Linked DNA regions of Zea mays: region 1 is linked to region 2. Evidence: chromatin contacts called from public Hi-C data. All regions are on one chromosome and are shown on one strand. Each heading gives the region's core, a stretch centred on a gene start, on an enhancer-like site or on the middle of the called end of the contact. The rest is flanking DNA. Distances are from core to core; before and after follow the strand shown.

Region 1 (4,463 bases), core at 590-3,089, 190 kb before region 2:
AATGTAACCCTTTTCCAAACAACATATTTCAAAGACATAAGCAAATGCGAACTCAATAATGAGAAGAATGATAAGTACTGATGAAAATGATTTCAGCAGGGAATGAAAATATCTCAAGTTGAAAGATAAAGCAAATGATAGAAGTGATTGTGCATCATTTTGTATAATATGTTAATAACACTTTGGTAAAATGAACATTTCCATTTTTCATCTAGTTGAACTTACCATCTCAACTAGCCTTCCCCAATTAGCAGTATTTATAAATGTACATAATTTATCCTGCTGTAAAGCTTTTAGCTTCACCAAAATGAATGGTAGAACACTGCATTACTTGTGTCCAAATGCTAAAATGCAACTGCTGACTGGCTACAATTACTTTCCAGGTCTGAATGCTCATACATATAGCTAGCACTAGAAAATTTTAATAACACCTTATTGCAAAACAGAAAACTTAACATACAAAACCAAAAAGGCACTTTAACAGATATAATATATAAAGCTCAGCGAAATTTATGGTCCCAGAAAATCATGAAGGTGAAGTGAACTGTTCTCACGCTCCACACCTGGAACATGCGTGATATCGTAATCAACAGGTATTGTAGCATTTAAATGGATTTATACTTTATTTTCGTAGCTAAAAATCCTCAACCAACTGATTAAAAAAACAGGAATCTCTTACTCCAGAAACTGTTGTCCAACAGAAGACCTTCTAAACAGGTCAGCCAACTAAAAGAGCAACCAACTGTACTTAAGTTTACCATACTAAAAGAGCAACTAATCCTAGAAATAGTATGCCAATTGGATGTAAATAATGCGACTCTCTTTTAACAAGTCAGTACGAACAGCTGCCAACATAGTGATGTACGAACCAACAAGTTCTTCAAGGGACCTGCTCGATGCAGCAAACCAACCAACCAGGCTACTCCCTCCATATCAAGAACCAACGTTAAAAGAACAAGCATCCCATGGACTCCCGTTACCTTCTATGCGCAAGCTGCATAGCATCAGCATTGGACTAATCCTGGATTCCGGGACCACCATTTCTCGTTGAGAAACATGGTGCCCATACGGTAAGCATATTTCAGTGAACATAGGTCGAGGAGAGGGAAATTTTGCTATGAGAGGAAAAGGAAAAGAAAAGATGTAATTTTAGATCTTGAGTAGAAGCAAATCATTTAAGCTTGATTGCTTAAAAAGGAAAAAAAAACAATGAACCAAATTAACCCAATGCACGCAACGGTTAGATGATGAGATCACTAAAAATAGCGCCTCCTTGCACACAAGACAAGCAGGTTAGCCGAGGCAATTGTACAAGCTGCGATTAGAGCCCGGGGACCCAGCAAAAAGTTGAGGCGAGTTTCTCGGCAGCAGGCTACGCGCTCGCGTCCAGCGCAGAGCCGAAGACCTTGAAACAACGGAAGAAAGAAAGAAAGACGGCGAGTGCAGGCGCACCTCGAAGACGAAGCGGTCGAGGAGGTAGCGGACGGTGGGGAAGAAAAGGACGAAGACGGGGAGCGCGAGGAAGTCGTCGTACGCCGGGTAGGCCTCTCGCTCCCAGTCCACGGCCGCCAGGAGCCGCCCCGCCGCCTCCCCGAGCCCCATCCCCGCTCCCACGGCCCCGGCCGAATCGAAGGTAATTTCTGGATGGAGTCCAGTGGCGGCGGCGGCCAGAAAGGTCGACGGGATTGGACCCGATTCGGCAGCTCTGGGCAGGATTCCCGCTGTGTGGCAACGCAGCGCTTGCCTCTGAAAGCGAATTTACCCTTTTCCCTGTTCGTTTGCCACCGGTTCTTCTCCCTGTGTTCTGTTTTACTCGCGCCCATCTACTGTACGATTAGTTTGAGAAATTTGCTATTTTGCCATTTGGCGATTACTTTGGGCCTGAGCCTCCCTGCGACCCTGCCGCTGCCGGAAAACCTGTACGGATAATTCTAAAAACTTGGGGATTTTCGCTAAGGCCTCGTTTAGTTAGACCGTTAGATGGACTAAACATTAATCCCTGTTTTTATATCATTTAAAGCTAGTTTAACAACTTTATTTTTTAAGGAATTCCTATTTTCCTAAAAAAATAAACTAATTTCTCTTGGGAAATTAATATCTCTTGAGAAAATAGAGTTACCAAACAGTCATCAGTATCTTCTTTTGTTAAATGGAAGGACTAAAATTAAGACTAAGGGCCCGTTAGGTTTCTTTAGTCCAGGACTAAAGTTTAAGTAGGAGACTAAAGTTTAGTCTATGTTTGGTTCTATGGACTAAAAATATTAAAAAACATTAAATGAATCATAAGAGGACCAAAATACCTCCTAGTATTCCTCCACCATCAGTGCAACTGAAATAAAGGAGGGACAAAAGGTGGAATTAATATAGTTTATTTCTTTTTAGACTGTCTCCAGCAGCGTCCCCTAAATTTCGTCCCCTAAAGGAATATTCTCTGTACTTTACAGGACACTCTAAAAGATTCTGTCCTCTATATCTTCTGTGTCTCCAGCAACGTCCCCTAAATTCGTTCCCCTAAAGCTACAGTGTTAACAGAATTCGTTTTTCCTTTTCTTTTTCTGTTTTCTTTGTTTTGTACCCATTTAATGGTACTCAAAGGATGCTAAAAAATTTGTAATCAATAATATTACAAATAATAATCTAAAAACTATGGTTCATTAATAATTTCGAAATGTACAAAATAAATAACATTGCATTTTATGTTGTGTGTAATTATTGTGGAAAAACGTGACACAATATTTGAATCGTATGAAAAAATGTTTACGAATTCACATGCTTCCACCGTAAGCCACGACACTTCTTCAACAAGCCATTGTCTAGCTTCGGCTGCACGACAAGAGCATGGCTTCTCTCCCAAGCCTATCCCTTCTATAAATAATCACTACTTCAACACTTCACTCACACTTCGCATACACTCATCCACAACAATGAAGCGGTTCGTAGATTCCAATATTTTTCTTAGGATGGCACAAGACATGGAAGATGAAGACCATGAGCTCGAGGTTGCGACGTACCAACATCGTAGGCGTCATGCACTTAACGAGTGTCGGTACGCTGGTTCCATTCCCGGTCGTGTTCGAATCCATCGTGACCATATCAGTGGTGATGCAAGAATCCGAGCCGACTACTTTTGCGCCCAACCGGTTTACACGGATGCACAATTTCGGAGGAGGTATGTTTATTCATACGCACATGTATTAACGCCCATAGTACGTACTTGACAATTGTACTAAAAAAAGTTTGCAATATAGGTTTCGCATGCGTCGCCATGTGTTCGAGCGTCTCGTTCTTGTTGTGCAACAAGTGGATCTGTACTTCGTTCAACATCCAAACTGTGCCGGTGAGCTAGGCCTATCTGCCCTTCAGAAAGTTGTTGCTGCCATACGTATCCTTGCATACGGTGTTCCTGCGGATGCCGTTGACGAGTACGTACGAATTGGAGAATCTACAGCACATGAGGCTTTGAAACACATTTGCACTACCATCCAAACTGCTTTTGGGGGGGTATTATCTTAGGAAACCTACTCCTGCTAATATCGCTAGGCTTCTCCAAGTTGGAGAATCACGCGGCTTCCCTGGTATGCTTGGTAGTGTCGATTGCATGCATTGGGAGTGGCGTAACTGCCCAACTGCATGGAAGGGGATGTTTACCAGTCGCGGTAAACACCCTACAATGATCCTCGAAGTTGTTGCCTCATATGACTTATGGATTTGGCATGCATACTTCGGCATGCCCGGTAGCTGTAACGACATCAATGTTCTTCAGCGTTCAAACCTGTTCGATTCGCATCTTAATGATGATAGTCCACCAGTAGTTTCTCCGTCAATGGACACGCCTACAACATGGGATATTACCTAGCAGATGGTATTTATCCGGACTGGCCAGCGTTTGTCAAGACAATCTGTCATCCGTATGATGTGAGGACCCAACATTTTGCCACTGTTCAAGAGTCTGCTAGAAAAGACATTGAACGAACATTTGGAGTACTACAGAAGCGATGGGCCATAGTTCGTGGTCCTGCATATGGTTGGTCTCCACAACACATTGGAGATATCATGAAAACATGCATCATATTGCACAACATGATCGTAGAAGATGAAGGTCCTTCGTCTTTGAACACAAGCTTCGACAACATCGGAGTTTTGGCGGATACTAGTCATGGTTCCATTTCGGAGCGCAATGAGTACATCAACAACAGGTACGACCAACTACATGATCCAGTCAAATATAATCAGTTGCAGGTTGATCTAATCCACCACCACTGGGCACGGCTTGGATCCGGAGCTGCTTAAGTATGAAGTTTATGTCTGCCATGTGTTAAGTATGTTTGTCATTGTCATGTCTAGTGTGTTATGTCGTCAGTTCTGTTAATCCGAAGCTAGTATGTGTTAAGTATGAAGTTTGTCATGTCGTCGGATCCGTTATTCCGAAGCTACTATGTGTTAAGTATGATGAAGTTTATGTT
Region 2 (4,178 bases), core at 610-3,109:
CGTCTTCCACATCGCGCGATTATTTATCGTACCTCATGAGATGCACGATGCATATGTATGAGCACAAGTATAAGATAGATATCTATATCGAAGAGAATGAAACACTTATAACAAAACATTTTACCAATATTTAAGACCACTACTCATACATACGTGGAACCTATTTAATTATATTTAACATATACACCTATCAAGGCACTACTCACCTGACCTACCCATCGACAATTATTATACAATATGATTAATTCACCATTGCACACAAGCACACCCCAACATTAGATCAATCCAATTATACCAGACATATGTTTCCATTTTGTAAATTAAGACGCATAAAATACAGGTCAATGGTGCTAACCACAACCGGCCATAACCATACTTAAAACTAACTTAACTAGTTTTCTAAGCCATTTTATCGGATTAACTTGTATAGCCTACGAGTTAAATACGATATTTAATCGTTCGCGATTAATATATCTATTCAATCCATCGACTAAATCAATTAATAAAAATAGTGAACTATAGAACGGTTACCGATTTAACTTACCATCAATTAAATTCGACTTGAAACCATGAAATCAACGACGCTTTTCAGCTCAGCATTTCACCGAAAAATAAGGTAAGTGTTGCGTCAAATCGCGCTTCATCTTTATCCGACGCTTGGCATTTCTTGAGGATGCATGAAACGACGACGAGATCGATTCTGGAGCGAGCTAGCGAGGTATGGTTGAGCAGGTTAGCGCGAGCTCTGGTGAGGACACGAATCCAGTAAGGATTCTGGCGACAGCAAGGTCACAAGCTGTAGTGAGAGCGCGGACACTGAGTCCGGGGAGGGAGAGGGGGACGCGAGCTTCGGCCACCGGCAAGTGTAGTATCGACGACGATGACCGGCGCGGGGCTGATAAGCGCGACAAGCACGTGCAGGGGGCAAGGGCAAGCGGTTAGGAGACGACAGTATGGTTCGGGCACGACCGTGCGAGCACTGGACGAGAAAAAACGACGGACTCAATGACACACGAAGCTATCACCTCCCTGTTGGGCATTCCGTCGAGCATCGGATAAGCGACGCACGAAACAGCACTGTCTTCACTATCCCCAGCTCGATGTCGAGGATCCACCAACTGCAAGCACCTACACTACTCCTGCACATCCGAGACAACGGCTTGACGAGGTTGAGCCCACGACGGTGACCCAGGGCGCGGTCCAGCGAGCAGAGAGCTAGGAGTGGCGCCGCGGCTGGCGAGTCCGAGCACCAGGGAGAGGCGCTTGGGCTAGAAAATCAGGGCGCCCGGCCAGCCGAGTTGGAGATGTCGCAGGCGTACAGCAGGAAGAAAGAGCGGCGTCCATGGCTACTCTAACAGAGGGAGCCGAGGCGAGTCCCGGGAAGCAGCAAAGACGAGCAGAGTTACGGCCACCATGGCGGGGAGGAGCTCGGCATAGGCACGGCGAGATCCGGCGATGCTGAAAAAAAATGAGGCGAGGCACCAGGTTGCCGAGAGGACGTTGGGCTTAGGTGGAATCAAGGTTAAGCAGAGCCTAGGCATGACCATGGCAGGGAGATGGGGAAGGAGCCGAGCTGGAGCAAGGAGAAGAGGGGGGACGCGACGCTGGGAGAAACGCCGGCAAGGGAGCAGGATGGCCGCGACCATGGCGAGCAGAGGATCCACTCGCGTGGTCCTGTGCACGCGGCTGGGCGAGCCCCATGGCCGGACCAAGGAGGACCCGAGTGGAGCAAGGAGGGACGCCATGGAGGTTGGGGAAAGCAGCGACCGGCGCTAGAGGAAGATGGAATTCTGGGAATGGAGCTACGAGAAGAAAGCAGGAGCGGCTGAGGAAGAACAGCTGCGCGCGGGGAGGAGATAAGCATCGCGAGAAATATCTAGGGAGAGAGATAGCGACGGGAGAAGAGGGAGATGGAAGCTGCGCGGTGAAAAAAAATCCCAGGCGGCTGAGATTTTTTTTTTACTTTTTTTTAAAAAATCGTAGATATTTTGAATCAAGATTTCTAGCGATGTATATAATTGGTCAACGCGCTATACGGCTACGCATTTTATTTTCCGAATTATGAAACGGAAACTCAGAGGAATAACAGCTTAGACTGTTCTGTCCAAATCTCGTTTGGATAATTTTCGTGACTATTCCAGCCACGATGCAAACGGACCAGATTGAAACGAGTTCGGATTCGGTATTTTAATATGCTCTACGTGATTCGACTGAAATTAGCAGAAACCAGATCCGCTAATGCATACGCGATTTCGTCGTCAAAACAATGTGCTGAAGGATAAATTGGATCATATCCTCGCGCACGATTTCACTTAGACGACGCGTGATCCTAATTATGTTGCACTAAGTATTTTAAGCGTCGAATTATAATTAATTTATTTGGGGACACGAATCGCAATGGTGGATCGAGCTTCCAAATTCGTATTCGCGCGAGCGATGAATTTTAAATAATCACTGGACGCACCGATTTTTGAAACAGCTATGTTCCGAACATCACGAAAATTTTGGAAGAGCCTGGATAGATAAAAATAAAAATGATGTCGCGCTCGCGACAAACGAAACAGATACGATATTAAAATCACGATAGGCGGAGATGATTAAAATTTTAGCATCTGTTTTATTCACTGATATTATGTGCTTAAATTCATACTCATTGTCGAGCAGAATATAAATACCTGGGGTATTACAGTCGTCGTCCACCACCGTCGTCCGCGCAAGGCGAGGTATATATATATATATATATATATATATATATATATATATATATATATATATATATATATATATATATATATATATATATATATATATATATATATATATATATATATATATATATATATATATATATTAAAACATTTTATTTTCGTCGATTTTTTGTGGCCGACGGGAGTTAACTGTTATGTGATTAGATTTTGTTTAAATTTGTTAATTGATATTGTTATTAGTCTTCATATGACTTTATACATTGTAGTTGCTATTTTTAATTTTTTGTTGCAAATCTAAAATGTGTTGTTTGATGTTATTAGTTAATGAATTTGATGGTGAATGTGATGTGTTATACAAATATTAGTTATTGCAAATATTATTATTTAATGAATTTTGATGTTATGCAAGTATTAATCATGTTATTGTGATGAAGTTGTGTTATGTATATATATAGTTGTACTACTTATCTACAGATGTATGTGTGACGTGTAGAAACATGAATGTCTCACACGCACTTCTTACTCGTACACACAACCGCAATAATGAGTGATAGACGTGATTGTATGTATGAATGTTTAAAGAAGGGTGAGTGTCACACAAGTGAATGGTTTGTCAAGACGTAGATGTTTCTGGACCATGCAGCTGCTTTGTCACAAATAGATAATATTAGGTGTCCATGCAATAAATGTAGAAATAGGACAAGCCACACCAAGAGGCAGGTCACACTACATCTGTGCTCGCATGGTTTTGTGCCAGGCTATAAGGTCTGGTATCTCCACGGGGAGTCATGCCTTGAACGAGCAGCAGAAGTAGAAGTTGATGACGGTGAAGATGTGGATAGGATGGACCAGATGCTTGAGGATTTGCAGCCTGAACTGGCCCCAGATCATCATGATTCACCTACACCGGAGGTTCAGAAGTTCTTCGACCTCCTCAAAGCGTTAGAAGAGCCTCTTCACGGGCACACTGACATGACCGTCCTCGAATTCGTGACCCAACTGATGTCAATTAAGTCCAAGTTTGCATTCTCAATTAATTGTTACAAGGAGCTTGTGGATTTGATTAGCGAGGTTCTTCCTACGGGTCACAAGATGCCCAAAGACATGTATCAGTCCAAGAAATTGCTTGAAGGTCTTGGTATGGAGTATGAGAAGATTGATGTTTGCCAGGACAACTATATGCTTTTTTGGAAGGAACATGGCAGAGAGCAGAAATGCTTAAAATGTGGGAAGTAGAGGTACGTGGAGCTTGTAAATGAAGATGAGGAGAAGGTGGTGACAAAGGTTGCACATAAACAGCTTCGGTACATGCCTCTCACTCCTAGAGTGAAACGTTTGTTTCTCTCGAGGAAGACCGCTATGCACATGAGGTGGCATAAAGATTATACGGACAGACAAGATGGGTTAATGGTGCACCCGTCAGATGGTGATGCATGGAAGGCTCTTGACAACTTTGATCCAGATTTTGCG

What was found. Hi-C and Micro-C count contacts between places; a contact is called where the count stands out from the background.
Region 1: a contact with region 2 is called in a Hi-C map of leaf, with 4 times the contacts expected there. The contact joins the promoter of LOC103653686 here to the enhancer-like site in region 2. A contact is called at or near these places in 2 of 25 Hi-C or Micro-C datasets (ear and leaf).

Annotation. Positions count from the first base shown.
Region 1 is chr4:132,136,974-132,141,436 of Zm-B73-REFERENCE-NAM-5.0, reverse strand. LOC103653686 (ASC1-like protein 1) reads right to left here and starts at 1,839. Exons shown (of 7, transcript XR_565642.3): 1 at 1,453-1,839.
Region 2 is chr4:131,943,007-131,947,184 of Zm-B73-REFERENCE-NAM-5.0, reverse strand. No RefSeq gene overlaps it. Among protein-coding and RNA genes, the nearest start is that of LOC118476950, 28 kb to the left of the region's middle. Within about 2 kb of position 1,859, at least 9 of the 20 cell types and tissues checked have an H3K27ac peak or open chromatin away from gene starts, as enhancers often do. A contact at or near this core is called in ear and leaf, where this site is marked.